4 separate regions of the Mus musculus genome follow, and all the other regions are linked to region 3. A link is a contact called in public Hi-C and promoter capture Hi-C data. All regions are on one chromosome and are shown on one strand. Each heading gives the region's core, a stretch centred on a gene start, on an enhancer-like site or on the middle of the called end of the contact. The rest is flanking DNA. Distances are from core to core; before and after follow the strand shown. Region 1 holds the start of Rab12 (RAB12, member RAS oncogene family). Region 2 holds the start of Washc1 (WASH complex subunit 1). Region 3 holds the start of Man2a1 (mannosidase 2, alpha 1). Region 4 holds the start of Ankrd12 (ankyrin repeat domain 12).

What was found. Hi-C and Micro-C count contacts between places; a contact is called where the count stands out from the background. Capture Hi-C pulls out chosen DNA fragments and counts their contacts.
Region 1: a contact with region 3 is called in a promoter capture Hi-C map of liver, with 3 times the contacts expected there. The contact joins the promoter of Rab12 here to the promoter of Man2a1 in region 3. A contact is called at or near these places in 1 of 484 Hi-C or Micro-C datasets (CD4 T cells) and 2 of 9 other capture datasets (embryonic stem cells and liver).
Region 2: a Hi-C map of B cells shows a contact between it and region 3, with 7 read pairs. The contact joins the promoter of Washc1 here to the promoter of Man2a1 in region 3. A contact is called at or near these places in 1 of 39 promoter capture datasets (pre-B cells), 1 of 484 Hi-C or Micro-C datasets (B cells), 2 of 115 datasets of contacts at active chromatin or transcription factors (bone marrow-derived dendritic cells and embryonic stem cells) and 1 of 9 other capture datasets (adipose tissue).
Region 4: a Hi-C map of CD8 T cells shows a contact between it and region 3, with 5 times the contacts expected there. The contact joins the promoter of Ankrd12 here to the promoter of Man2a1 in region 3.

The regions. Positions count from the first base shown.
Region 1 is chr17:66,518,196-66,521,271 of GRCm38.p6, reverse strand. Rab12 (RAB12, member RAS oncogene family) reads left to right here and starts at 1,602. Exons shown (of 6, transcript NM_024448.2): 1 at 1,602-1,924. The coding sequence starts at 1,702. It overlaps Gm41608 (a long non-coding RNA gene), which reads right to left. Exons shown (of 3, transcript XR_876914.3): 1 at 2,327-3,076.
Region 2 is chr17:66,110,126-66,112,900 of GRCm38.p6, reverse strand. It overlaps Washc1 (WASH complex subunit 1), which reads right to left and starts at 1,355. Exons shown (of 11, transcript NM_026833.1): 1 at 1,252-1,355.
Region 3 is chr17:64,599,983-64,603,036 of GRCm38.p6, reverse strand. It overlaps Man2a1 (mannosidase 2, alpha 1), which reads right to left and starts at 1,388. Exons shown (of 22, transcript NM_008549.2): 1 at 1,167-1,388. The coding sequence starts at 1,301.
Region 4 is chr17:66,075,291-66,078,362 of GRCm38.p6, reverse strand. Ankrd12 (ankyrin repeat domain 12) reads left to right here and starts at 1,317. Exons shown (of 13, transcript NM_001025572.1): 1 at 1,317-1,479.

The DNA of each region.
Region 1 (3,076 bases), core at 353-2,852, 1.9 Mb before region 3:
GTTTCTTCTTCAGCTTCTACCTTTTCTACAGGGGAGCCCCTGGGTTCTGTTCTCACTCTTCTGGATCAGGCTTTTTCCATGTGAGCTAAAGTACTATCAACTGGAGGCCCTTTGGCATGATGGGGGAATAATTGTAAGGCAGGATATGAGAGCACCCCTTTTATTACACAGTCTGGGGCTTAAGAACGAGCACAAAGTCAGCCACCTTTCTTTATATAGTTATCTGTGATGACTTTGTTCACATTCATTCATTCATTCGTCCCTGTAATACTGGCTTTCTGGTATGTGCCAAAGTGCTGAAGCATCCTGGAGTAACCTTGATAATTGGCTTAAAGACGCAAACAAGCATGGAACCCGAGTCCTGTGGATTTCTTTCCAAACTCCCCCATTTAAGACATCCACTATTCTGGTACATTATAGACCTGCCTATGGGGGAAGAGATACTATTTTGGATGCCAGGGTCTTTAACCTTACAAGTTATGCAGAGTCACCTGCCTACTAGGAACAGTTGAATACCTTGCATTTATATCATCCTTTGGAGTCTGCAACAGGGTGTATGGCTTATTGTTTTGTTGTTCTTTTGTATTGACGTTTTTGCAACAGTGATAGATGAAAAGAGTCTTTTCATTCATTCCCATGTGAGCCTCTAGGTTCCATCCCCAGTACCGCCAAGAAAAAAAGAACGATAATTTAGAATAGGCTATAACATTTTTAAAAATCCAATTGGGATTACTTTTGCAAAATAATGTGATTTCTTCAACTGTGCATCCATGGCAAAACAAACGCATGCGCTATGTATTAGTAAACTTAGCTCTAAATACGGCTGAAATTTGGTGAGTAATGTGATCATTCTTCGCAAGCATGCCAGCTCCTATCATGTTTAGAACCCTGTGTTCCGAGGTGCTCAAGTTCACGCAAAGGAATTTGCTAAATAAATCCCTGGCAAGCTTCTGTAGCCGTAAATACTTTCAAGTAGAAATGGCAAAATAACACACCCAAGTCAGTACCTAAACCTTCGGAGTTTAGGTCGCTTGTCATCTGAGTTTTTACCTGCTGGCTTCCCCTAAGGTGCATGTCACTCACTGAATTTTACGAACTGTAAGTCTGAGGAAGACTTTTAAGATCCATTTAAGATAGCTGATTCCTCGGGGCCCCACAGGAAAAGTGCACGCAGAGGTGCGGCCCTGCCAGGGTACGTGGGCTTCCTCCAAAGTGGCGTTCACACCCTAACCCCGCGTGGGCCAGACCGAGACCCCCAGCACCCAAACACCCTAAATTCTGGAAGATGATCACAGGCTATATGCACTTTGAGACACGTTTGGGACGGGCTGCTAAAAAGAAGTGTGTGGTTCTTGGGAACGGTGCACGATGAGGATAAACCACGAGTGAAAGTGCGCCGAGTGGGGAGGGCCGAGGGAACAGGGGTGACGGAGAGCGACCCACACATAACATACACCCCACGGAGCGGAGCGCACGGCTCGGTCCTCCGACCGACAGGGGGCGGGCTCCAGTCCCGCGTGGCGCCGCGCCTGCGCTTCCTGCCCCTCCCGGTCCGGGATGCTGCTACCGCTGCTGCGGAGAAGCTGCTTCCCTTCCTCTACTCCCGGCGGCGGCGGCGGCGGCGGTAGCGCGGAGCGGGTGGAGGGTGCGCGGGGGCCCGGGGCGCGCGGACGGCGGCCCGAGCGCGAGCCGTATGCGTGCATGGATCCCAGCGCCGCGCTGCACCGGCGGCCCGCGGGCGGCAGCCTGGGCGCGGTCTCCCCGGCGCTGTCGGGCGGCCAGGCCCGCCGGAGGAAGCAGCCCCCCAGGCCGGCCGACTTCAAGCTGCAGGTCATCATCATCGGCTCCCGCGGCGTGGGCAAGACCAGCCTGATGGAGCGCTTCACCGACGACACGTTCTGCGAGGCCTGCAAGTCCACCGTGGGTACGCCGGGCCTGTGGCGGGTGGGCCTGGGGGAGGTCGGGGCCCGGTCCCTGTCCCCATGGAAGCTCTGACCCTCTCCCAGGGCCTCAACGAATCATCCTACGGATGCCCGGGCATACCCGCCGTGGGCACATCTGGCATCCGAGCCGCGCACAGCCCAGGTCTCCGTGGAAGCCCGACCCTCTCTTGTGGCCAGACCGAGCTTTTCCGTGGCCTTTCCGCGGGTGTCGGACCCCCGAAGCCCAAACATTCCCTCCCGGAGCCTTCACCAGTCATGAGGTCCGGGTGATGCATCCGCGGAAACTCCCGGTCCGTTACTCCTGCTCACCCAGGAAAACGGCTTTGTGAACCGAAAGTAGAGCTGAAGGCCACCCACCAGTGCAGTGCCCCGGGGTTACTCACCATCTTAAATGGGTCCGGACCTCGCAGCTTTGCAGGCTGGAGGGATGGACCAAGGTTTGCTTTCTCATTTTCTGTCTATTTTCGTGGTTTACAGAAAAGAAGTTTGTTGCAGAGACAGTTCGCGCTAAAGCTACACTCGGGTTTCTTTCTTGTTCTGTGCACAAATGTAGGGCAAAGGGATTTCAGCTGTGTTTATCCTTGACCTCAAATAACCGGGTGGATAGGCGGGCAAAGTAAGGGCGATTTCCCGGCACCCACCCGAGGTCGGTGAATTACCGGGAAATCCATAGGTAACGCTCCTGTTACCTTCCTCGGGATCTGGGTTTGAAACTGCAAGGGAATGTTTTTAGTGACACTGGATTGACAGGGCTTGACATAGAGGTTTGTTGGGGTTATGGGAAACAGTTGTGACCATGGAAAAGCTACCTGGAAAACTCTCATTTGGGGTGGCTTATAGAAAAAGGGGGTGAGCAGGAGGGACTGGACAGAGTGACAAAAAATCTAGCGTTCTCCCTGAATCCTAGCCCCAAGGAGAGGAAGGTGGATCTCTGATTTCGAGGCCAGCCTGGTCTGTCTACACAGTGAGTTCCAGGACAGCCAGGGCTATGCAGAGAGACCCTGTCTCAAAACAAACAAAATCTCAGCTTGGAGGTTTGAAAAGCTAAACACTGGTGCACATATTTTCCGTTGTAACCATTGATGGTTCCCGTTTTGAGATGAGAATTCTGTAGAGAATTTCAGGGACTCTCT
Region 2 (2,775 bases), core at 106-2,605, 1.5 Mb before region 3:
GACAGACATCTTGCTTGATACCCTGCCCTGTGTTTACTCAGGGGGTCCTGATGTGAAGAGAAAGACAAGAGATTCTGCCCTGAGCCCCAGCTTCATACAGCATCGTTGCTCATGTTCACAATAAACTCTGGAACTAGGCATCGCTATTGCAAAGACGTTGATGGCTCTCACTGGAAAAGTCTGGAGTGTCACCGTGCAGGACACTCTGAGCACTAACCATCTCCACTGGGACAAGTGTCACTTCCAAAGTGAAGTTCAAGATAGGCCTGTGGACTACTGACATCCTTTCATGGTGTGGGTCATGTTCTGCCCCTCCCCTCTGCACCTTCTGCCCGTTATATACAATAATTCTGCCCTAAGTGCACAACACCTAGTAACCTCAGTGTCCATACTAGTAAGGGGGACTCATCATCTATGCAGGGGGATTTTCTGGTGATTCTGCTGCTCTGGGAACCCCGCATTCTGCAAGTAAACCCAGTAAACTCAGGGGTTCCCCCAAGGAACCCCTTTGATGGACTTGTACTTTGGGTTGTCATTTGGGGCCCTGTAAGGAGTGGGTAGATGCCTGTTTTCGGTCCTGCCCACAAGGGGAATTTTCCAAACCATCTAAAATGGATTGAAGGCCACTCTACTTGTGGGGGGAAATAATAAATAGCTCAGAAGTAAACGTAATTTACTGTAAGTCGTGAGTTTTGTTCTGAGACAAAAATAATTCCTCCCTCCAGCAAATGACTACAGTTCTACCTTGGCCTCCAATCGTTTCTGTTTATTTTTCACTTGTCATGCATGCCATGAATACATAAACATTCCTCTCTTATACATTCTTACACACACACATGCCTGTCAAGTATCTATGTTGACAGAGACCGTGCTTGTTGTTTAGCATAAGTGAAATGTTTCTAAGTGATCGGTGCTTAACCCAGATCACCAACCCCCCCCCCCCATATGTGCGTGTCACCAGTGTAATTCGTAATTTCGAAAGTGCTCAGCACAACCCACCCGCACCGTGCAAGTTGTCCTCCCACGCCCTGCTCCCCCTAATCTTCAGGAAGCCACGGGGCCTCTTCTCTGCAGCCGGAGCTGCAGGGTGTGGGAGGAGCGGCAGGCCGGATCCCTACATCGCCTTCCCGGTCCGTCCGGGCCCGTCCCGCCCGGGAGCCCTCACTCGCCTCCAGCCGGTGGGCGGCAGGGTCGCGGCCTCCTCCCGGTCCTGCGCTCCCAGTCCGCCCCTCGCCCACCCTGCACACTTACCCCAAGGCGGCGTCCTCACGTGAGCGTCCCCGCCCCCCGGTGACCCGCACTCCCAGGTCCTAGCGTCCACCACTGTAAGCTCGGCTCTCCGACTTCCGGCTCTCCGGGCTGCTGGTGGGCGGGGCCTAGACCAGGAAGCCGCCCCACACTCTGTGCTTAACCTTTCCTGTCTGGGAGATTCAGGTCTCTCCTGTTACCGGCTCCAAGAAACCCTCACACTACATATGCACTATATAGGACATCAAGTGGAAGTTCTCCAAACGCCCGCTCTGTTCCAGCCATGCATACTTCAGTGGCTTAATTAATCTTTTAGAAGATCCTACCTTTCCTGTGTTTACCTCTAAAGGTAAAGTCCCTTAGTCTCCAACTTAAAAAAAAAAAAAAAAATCAACGTAGAAGCGATCAGATACGGTATGATTTGACCTGGAGTACACAAGTTCTGCGTAGAAACAAACTGGAATATTGCTTACTAGGAATGAGAAAGCAGTGCTGTAGATGGACAGTCTGTGTGTGTGTGTGTGTGTGTGTGTGTGTGTGTGTTTTGAGAGTGTTGGGGGCAGATGAGTCTCCCCTACTACCGCATCCCTTATTCTAGTTTTCAGACAGCCTTCTTACCGGCAGCAAGCCAAAGCCGTAGGGCCAAAGAAGCCACAGACAGCCCACAGCTGATGAGCTCTTAGTCGGTCAGCAGCCACATAAGAATTGCTGACAGAAATCCACCCCACCCCACGGCCAAAAAACAGCTGGGAGCAGCACTAGGCCTGCAAAGATTGCCATAGCAACCAGGAAATGATTTTAAAGATGTATGTGTACAGGACCTGGAAAAAGAGCTCAGAAGTTAAGAGTACTAACTACTGGCGCAGGGGATCCAAGATAGGTTGCAACACCCACTTTGATCTACTCAGTCACCTGTAACTCCAGCTTCAGCATGATCCAGTGCTCCCTTCTGTCTTCTTTGGATACCCTTACACACACACACACACACACACACACACACACACCACATACAGGAAGACACAGTGGGCATGTCCAGGATCCTACATATTGCCAGGTTATGCAGGGTCTCTGTCAGTTAGTGTTGTGGCCATCTAATGTTGAAAGCAATGTGCCGTGGGGAAGTTGTGAGCTATGTGCTTGTGGGGGAGGGAGGGGCTCCCTCTTTGGCAGCTGGGGAGTCTTCTGGAAGGCAGAAAGCTCTTGCAAGCAGGGTTGGTAACAATGTGATAGGGAATAATCATACAAAGTTGTCCTGTCCTCTCGTGGGGTCTGGGGCAGTCCTCCTGCATCAGTCTTTACCATCTGAGGTCAGAGAGATGATGAAGGACTGGGTGGGTGCACAGCCTTCAGTGCCCTCACCCGGAGCCAATGCTGTTGTTGTGCCCGGCACACCTTCATCCCACTGTGGGAATGGGTTGGTTTAGGATCTCAACGATCGACAAGCTAGCCTCCCTAATGATGGTGAAATGTTTCCCTAATGGTGGTGACATGCTTCCCCAATGGTGGTGACATTCTCCTTTGCTTTCC
Region 3 (3,054 bases), core at 139-2,638:
TCCAGCCTTTGCACAAGGCCGGTGCAAACTCCCAAGTTCAAAATTTAAAGGCAGCAGAGAGCATGTGTTATATATTTTCTCTCTGTGCTCTATAGGGGAAGCAGAAGCTGTAAACATTTGGAAACATCTGTCTGTGGCCAGCTTTTTATTTCCACACTTCTAAAAGAAAAAAATACTTCTAGTGCTGTGTACTAATGACAGAATCCGCAAGTCCTCGTTCCGATTTCATTAAATTCCCACCAAGCCATTGACCCTGGCATATCAGAAGAAATGGCAAGGGCTATTTCCAGTCATTTAAACTGTCATATTAAAAGAAAAAAAAAGGCAAAACATCAGCCTTATTCGGGTAGGTTGTAGATTGCTCTGGTCAACTAGTTGTTAGCTTGTCAACACTTGGATTCTTCGGATTTCTCCACACATCTGCTTCTACTAAAATGTATGTGTGTCAACAGAGAAAAGCCGTAAAGGCCACTCTCAATTGCTACGTGGTCACCTCCCACACAGAACCTATTGCATCCATTTCTTGTTATTTGCTAGTAACTTTTCCTGAAAGACTTCGGGTGGGTCGTTTGTTCAACTCCTCTGCCAGCTGGACCACCCCGCAGAGAACTGAGCGCCGCACAGCTTCCAGTGAGAGAATAACAGGCGCTTCCCCACTCTGCTCCAAACCAACCCGAGGTAACAGCTGAAGCATGACGACACTAAAATCAACCCTACTATCCATATCTCAAAGGGCTGCAACAGGAAATAAACTTTTTTATCTCTTAAGAGACAGTGAAAGGGAAAGGGGTCAGAAACAGAAATCTGCCTAGGTGGGCTGTGTTTAATCAATTTCCGCGCCTCGGTGCGTTCAGGGATCTGGGCGGCCTCTGGCAGCTTTAACCCTGAGCTAGCTTAGGGGCGACACTCACACCGGTTCCCCACCAGCAGGTGGCCGAGCCCACTTCCACAGGCCCGGGTGCAAATGTGGGAATATGTCCTCTTTTGCCCGGTGCCAAGGCTGCCACCGCATGACGCCCAGCACTTTGCAAACTCAGCGGTCCGAAACCTCAGCAAGCCGGATGAGGCTCTGCCGGTCGTCGGGTGCGGCCTCACCCTGCCCCGGTGCCGAGAAGTGCGAGCCCCGGGACCAGCCCTCCAGCTTGCGCCCGCCACCAGGTGCTTACCTGCGGAAAGGAGCCCTCCTGGCGCGGGCCCCGAGGGTAGTCCAAGTGACCCCTGTCCAGCATCAGGTAGAGTGAGAAGATTACGACGCAGAAGATCGCGCTGCCAAACACGGTGAACTGGCGACTTAACTTCATTTTCCTCGATGGACTCGGGGCCAGGACGCGGTCCTCACCCGAAGGAGGCAGAAGACTGAGGACTCCAGCCGGCGATCGCCGAGGGCTCCCTGCTCCCGGCCGCACACCCTTCGCGCGCTACGGCGCGGGTCCCGGCTGCGCTCCGCACCTCGTCTCCGGAGCCACCACGCGCCCTCGGCCTACGCCCTGGCCCGCTGCCCTCCCCAAGGCCGGCCGTCCCTGCAAGGCAGACTCCTGGAGAGCAAGGCAAAGGTCCCCACAAACTTGCTTTCCTGCAGGATAGCGCTACCCGGTAGGGCGGTCGGAGCAGTCAGAGGAGAGGTCTCTGCCCGACTTCCTGCCACGGGCCGGCACGACTGAGTCGGCAGGAAAAGTTTTCTCGACAAGGGCAGGCGTGTCCTCCGCGCCCAGAGAACGCGCGGGTTCCGCGGCTCCGGGGCCGAGTGTGCGGCGCTGGGAGCAAGGAGCGCGCGGAAGAAGGAACTGGACCTGGAGGCGCCGTGCCCCACAACTTAGCGCCGGGACACCCAGGCCCACCCCCGCCACACCGCCCCCGCGTGCCCGCCGAAGAACCCCTTCCTGCCGCGGCTACTGCGGGGGCCCGACCCGGGTGCACCCTGTGCGCCGGAGCGCTGCAATCCAGGACTTTCCTCGGCGTGTGCGTCCGATCCCCGGCCTCTCCCGGCCCCCGCCGCCCCTACCTTCCCCCTCGCGGGCCCGGGCTGCACGCGGAGGGCGCAGGGGGCGGGCAGCGCCGGGAGGAGGCAAGCCGAGGGAGGAGGAGAGGACCGTCCCCGGAGAGGAGCCCGCTCCAGCTGCAGCCGTGGAGCACCCCCTCCTTCCCGCCCCGAGAACGCGGAGATGGCGGCGGCAGCCGCGAAAGGAAGAGCCGGTTCCCCAGCGCCACTCGGCGCTCCTGTACCGCCCGCCACGAGCCGGAGGAGACGGCGGCGGCGGCAGCGGCGGCGGCGCAGCGGCCGTTGGGTCAATAGGCGCCCGCAGCCCTGGAGCTGGGCAGCCGGCTGGCCCCGCCCCCTCCCGACGCGCCGGGATGAGGGGGCGGGCCCCCTGGCGCCCAATCACAGCGCGCCGCCCGCCAGGCCCGCCCAGCGCCTGCCTCACTGGGCCCTGACAGTAGGAAGACCTCAAGAGGCTTCAGTGACAAGGGAGGCGGCTTTGCAGGAATTGAGGCCAGCAGAGAGGTGCCTCCAGGGCTCCAGCAGCCTAAGGTCCAGAGCGACAGTGGTTCATTCCCCAGATTCCATCCTCTTGTCGCGTCTTCTATCCTGGAACGCCCAGATCAGCCTGCCTTGGAAGGGTCTGTGCAGGGCTGGAAGGGGAGGTAGACAAGAAATCTGAGGAGCCTAAAAAGGACTCATCTTTTCCTCTTGCTTTTGGCGACATCCTGGTGAAACCAGGGGAAAAGGGAGGCTGACAAAGCCTCTTGTAGGCAGATGTAGACATCTGGCGACAAAATCTAGTAAGAGGGGGATCTAAGAAATGCCTGTACCCACTATTGAATTATGGTCTCAAGCTCCAAATTCGCCCTTTTCCACTACTCTGTGAAAATGAATCTGGGCCTTTTAAGGAGGTTTCTCTTCACCCTTCTGGGACACTGTGTCAGTAGAGGGTGCTGAAGAGACATTACAGGAAATAAAGGAACTTGCTTCCTGGTTCTAGTACATCTGATAAGCAGTTTCTCCTAGCATTCCTGACTTTTTCAAGTACAGAGCTCCCCCCTGGCCAACAGTTC
Region 4 (3,072 bases), core at 68-2,567, 1.5 Mb before region 3:
TTTTGCCTGTGCTCGTGGTGTGCACCAAATCCAGAAGAGAGCAGTGGACACCCAGGAACTGAAGTTACATAAGGTTTTGAGTGGTCTTGTGGGTGTTGGGAACAACTGAATCTAGGTCTTCAAACAGTGCTTTTAACCCCAGAGCCATCTCTCCAGCTCTGCCTATATAAAAAGACTAACTGGTTGTGAGTGCTTATGATTTAGGGTCTAAGGTAGGTCTTTAAAGTTAAGTTTTCACCAGAAATATAGCTCTCACTATACACCACTGTTGGGTACTTGGTTGGCATGAGCAAGGGCAGAGCTTCAGTCCCCAGTTCACACATACACAGATTTCTCTAGAAGACTGTTCATACTGAAAGTTTTTTATAGCTGAGAACAATGGAAGACAATCTATCCTGATTTTTTTTTTTAATGAAGGTTTATGTCCCTGTCAAGCCCAAAACTCACATCAGAATTTACAGCTTATTATTGATAGGACTGTCTTAAAATCATTAAGATACTAACGGATACTGAAGGAGGCCACAGTTAACGAAGAGGGAGAAGATGGTTTCCTGTGGAGTATGTAACTTCTTAGGGTGGTTAAAGCACAACGGTTGCAGGCTAACCGCTGTAGATTAAAGTATTCAGAAGGAAGTCTGAGGACAAGCTGCTGCGATGGTAAAATTTCCTCACACGCCCTATGAGACTTAGTACCACAGGAACAAATTTGGTGAAATTTCTGCTCAGAAAGGTCACAGGATCGCATGGCTAGAACTGAGCTTACCGATGCGTTCTTTGCAAGCAGTGCTTAGAGCCGTGCTTTGGGAACAGAGTGCGTCTGGCTGGGACATCCCTCGGCCCGCGCCGCACGAAGCGGCTCAGTCACGCAACCCGGACCTGCCCCACAGTGCTGCGGTGCCCTCCCGCCCGCACGACCACCGCTAACAAAACCCTCCCGGTTTCCGGCTGGTTTTGCCGTCCCAACTCAAACCCTGCAAAAATATGTGCGTTTCCTCCGCCGGGCGCCAGCACCCATGCCGCCTTTTGCACATCTCCGGTGGTGGTGACTGCGCGTGAGGAGCTCCCCGGCCGACGGCTCGAGGGCTGCTCCGACTCCCACGCGGCTCCAGGACTTCCGGCCCCCTCCACCCGCTCCGCTTCGCTCCCCAAGAACGCCACCCGCCGCCGCGCGCTCCGCTCCTCCGGGGAGCCCAGGGACGGGCGCGTCGGGGGCGGGGCACGGCGGTCACGCCGCCCGTCCCGTGCCTGCAGGAGTCACGTGTCCGCCCGGGTCACGTGCTCGCGCCGCAGCCAATCGCGGAGAACGCTGTCCAGGAGCAAGGAGGCTGTGGTGAGAGACCGACCAAGACCGGAGATGTTTTTAAGCCTGGCCCCGGCGGCATCAGGGGCTGTTGCAGCGGCGACGGAGACACCGGCAGCGGCGGCCACCCGGAGGTCCTCGTTCAGGGGGTGAACCCTTCTGCGCCCGCTGAGCCTCGGGTCTGTGCGGGCCAGGGGGGCGTGGCGACCAGAGGGGAGGAAGGAGGGCGCGGTTTCGAGTCTGTCCCGGGTACCAGGGAGGAGACCCTCAGCCCGGTGCCCCGTCTCCTCCCCGGAGCCAGGTAGGGGGGTTGCGCCTCTGCCAGCCGCGCCCAGCCGTGTGCTACGCGCCACTCGGCCCAGCCCAGCCCGCGGCGCGGCCGGCCGGACCGTGACAGGCCGTTGGTGGCCGCCCCGCCCGGCATCCTGACGGGTCGCGGCGCAGGTGGGGCCGCCGCTGGGCGACGCTCGGGCGGCGGCTAGCGCGAGCGCCTTGGCCGCCGCTTACCGGAACATGGCGCGGCCGGGAGGGCGCCGCCAGCGCACCGGGACGGACGGCATCGCGGGGGCGCGCCGTGCCGCCGCGCGCTCCCGGTGCCAGCGGCGCTGCGTGCGCGGTTGTCGGAGACTCGGTGCGGGCCGGGGCGTAGGAGGCGCGATGGTCCCGGGAGAGGTGCGTGAAAGCGAAAGAGCTGCGGCTCGCCGGAGCCAGTTCTGTCCTAAATGCCAGTGCGACCTGCCCTTGCCGCGTTGAGCGATCAGGTCTAGTTTGTGCCAGTTCCGATTGGAATGATGTTCAGAGACCCTTAGAGCGTATTGGAATCTTAGATCTGGTTTTTGGAGAGTAAGATGGAGATGACGCATCCTTCAGGATCCACGGCGTTGAATAAAAACGCTGTACAAAGAGGTCACCGAAGCCCAGCTGACAGCTGTTTTAATAATTACAGCGAGAATAGTTGAGGATGGAAATGAACAGTATTGCACTAGTTGAGTACGTCGGAAACATTTGAAGCAGTGTGGTTGTAGGGACTGTAATTTCCGCTGGACACCCCTTGAACTGGGGCGAAGTATGTTGCAAATCCGGCGATCAGTGACGCTCAGGGATTATCGTTAATTCTGTGGTTGAGACGAACCTGCATTCTCAGCCATGTGTTTCTTCTTATTTTAAAATGGCCTGAGTCAATTATAAAGAAAGATGAACTATCCCAGTAAGTCATCTGTTCATTAAAAACATATGCCCAAGTAGGCCTTTAAAAATCTTGCTTACTGATCTTTTTTTCATTTTCTTAAAGCGTTACACAAAGGCTTTCCTGGAGATTAACTCAGAACTGCCAAAATGTGCTCTCTTGATGCCAAATGGTTTAAAAGCAAAAATTAGAATCACCAATGTGACAATGAAGACATTGTTGTAGTTCCCTTTAAAACGTTTCAGTTTGACATTTAATATTTTAATATATTTTGTTTACATGGTGAATGTGGAGGGCAGATGACAACTTCCTAGGAGTTGGGGTTCTCACCTTTCCCTGTGTGGGCTCCAGGCAGGCTCTTAGGCTTGGTGGTTCGAACCTTTATGCGCTGAGCCATCTTGACCTCCTTCAGTTAACCTCCTGAGAGCGCTTTCATTTGGATTAAAAGCAAAAAACGTATAAAAGTATGTAATGCTTCTCCCTGGGTTTATAGATGCAGAGAGAAAGGCTTTATTTACTACTTAAGAATCTGTTATAGTCGATAGAAGTACTAATCGAATTTCTAACACTCTCCAAGACAGCTTGG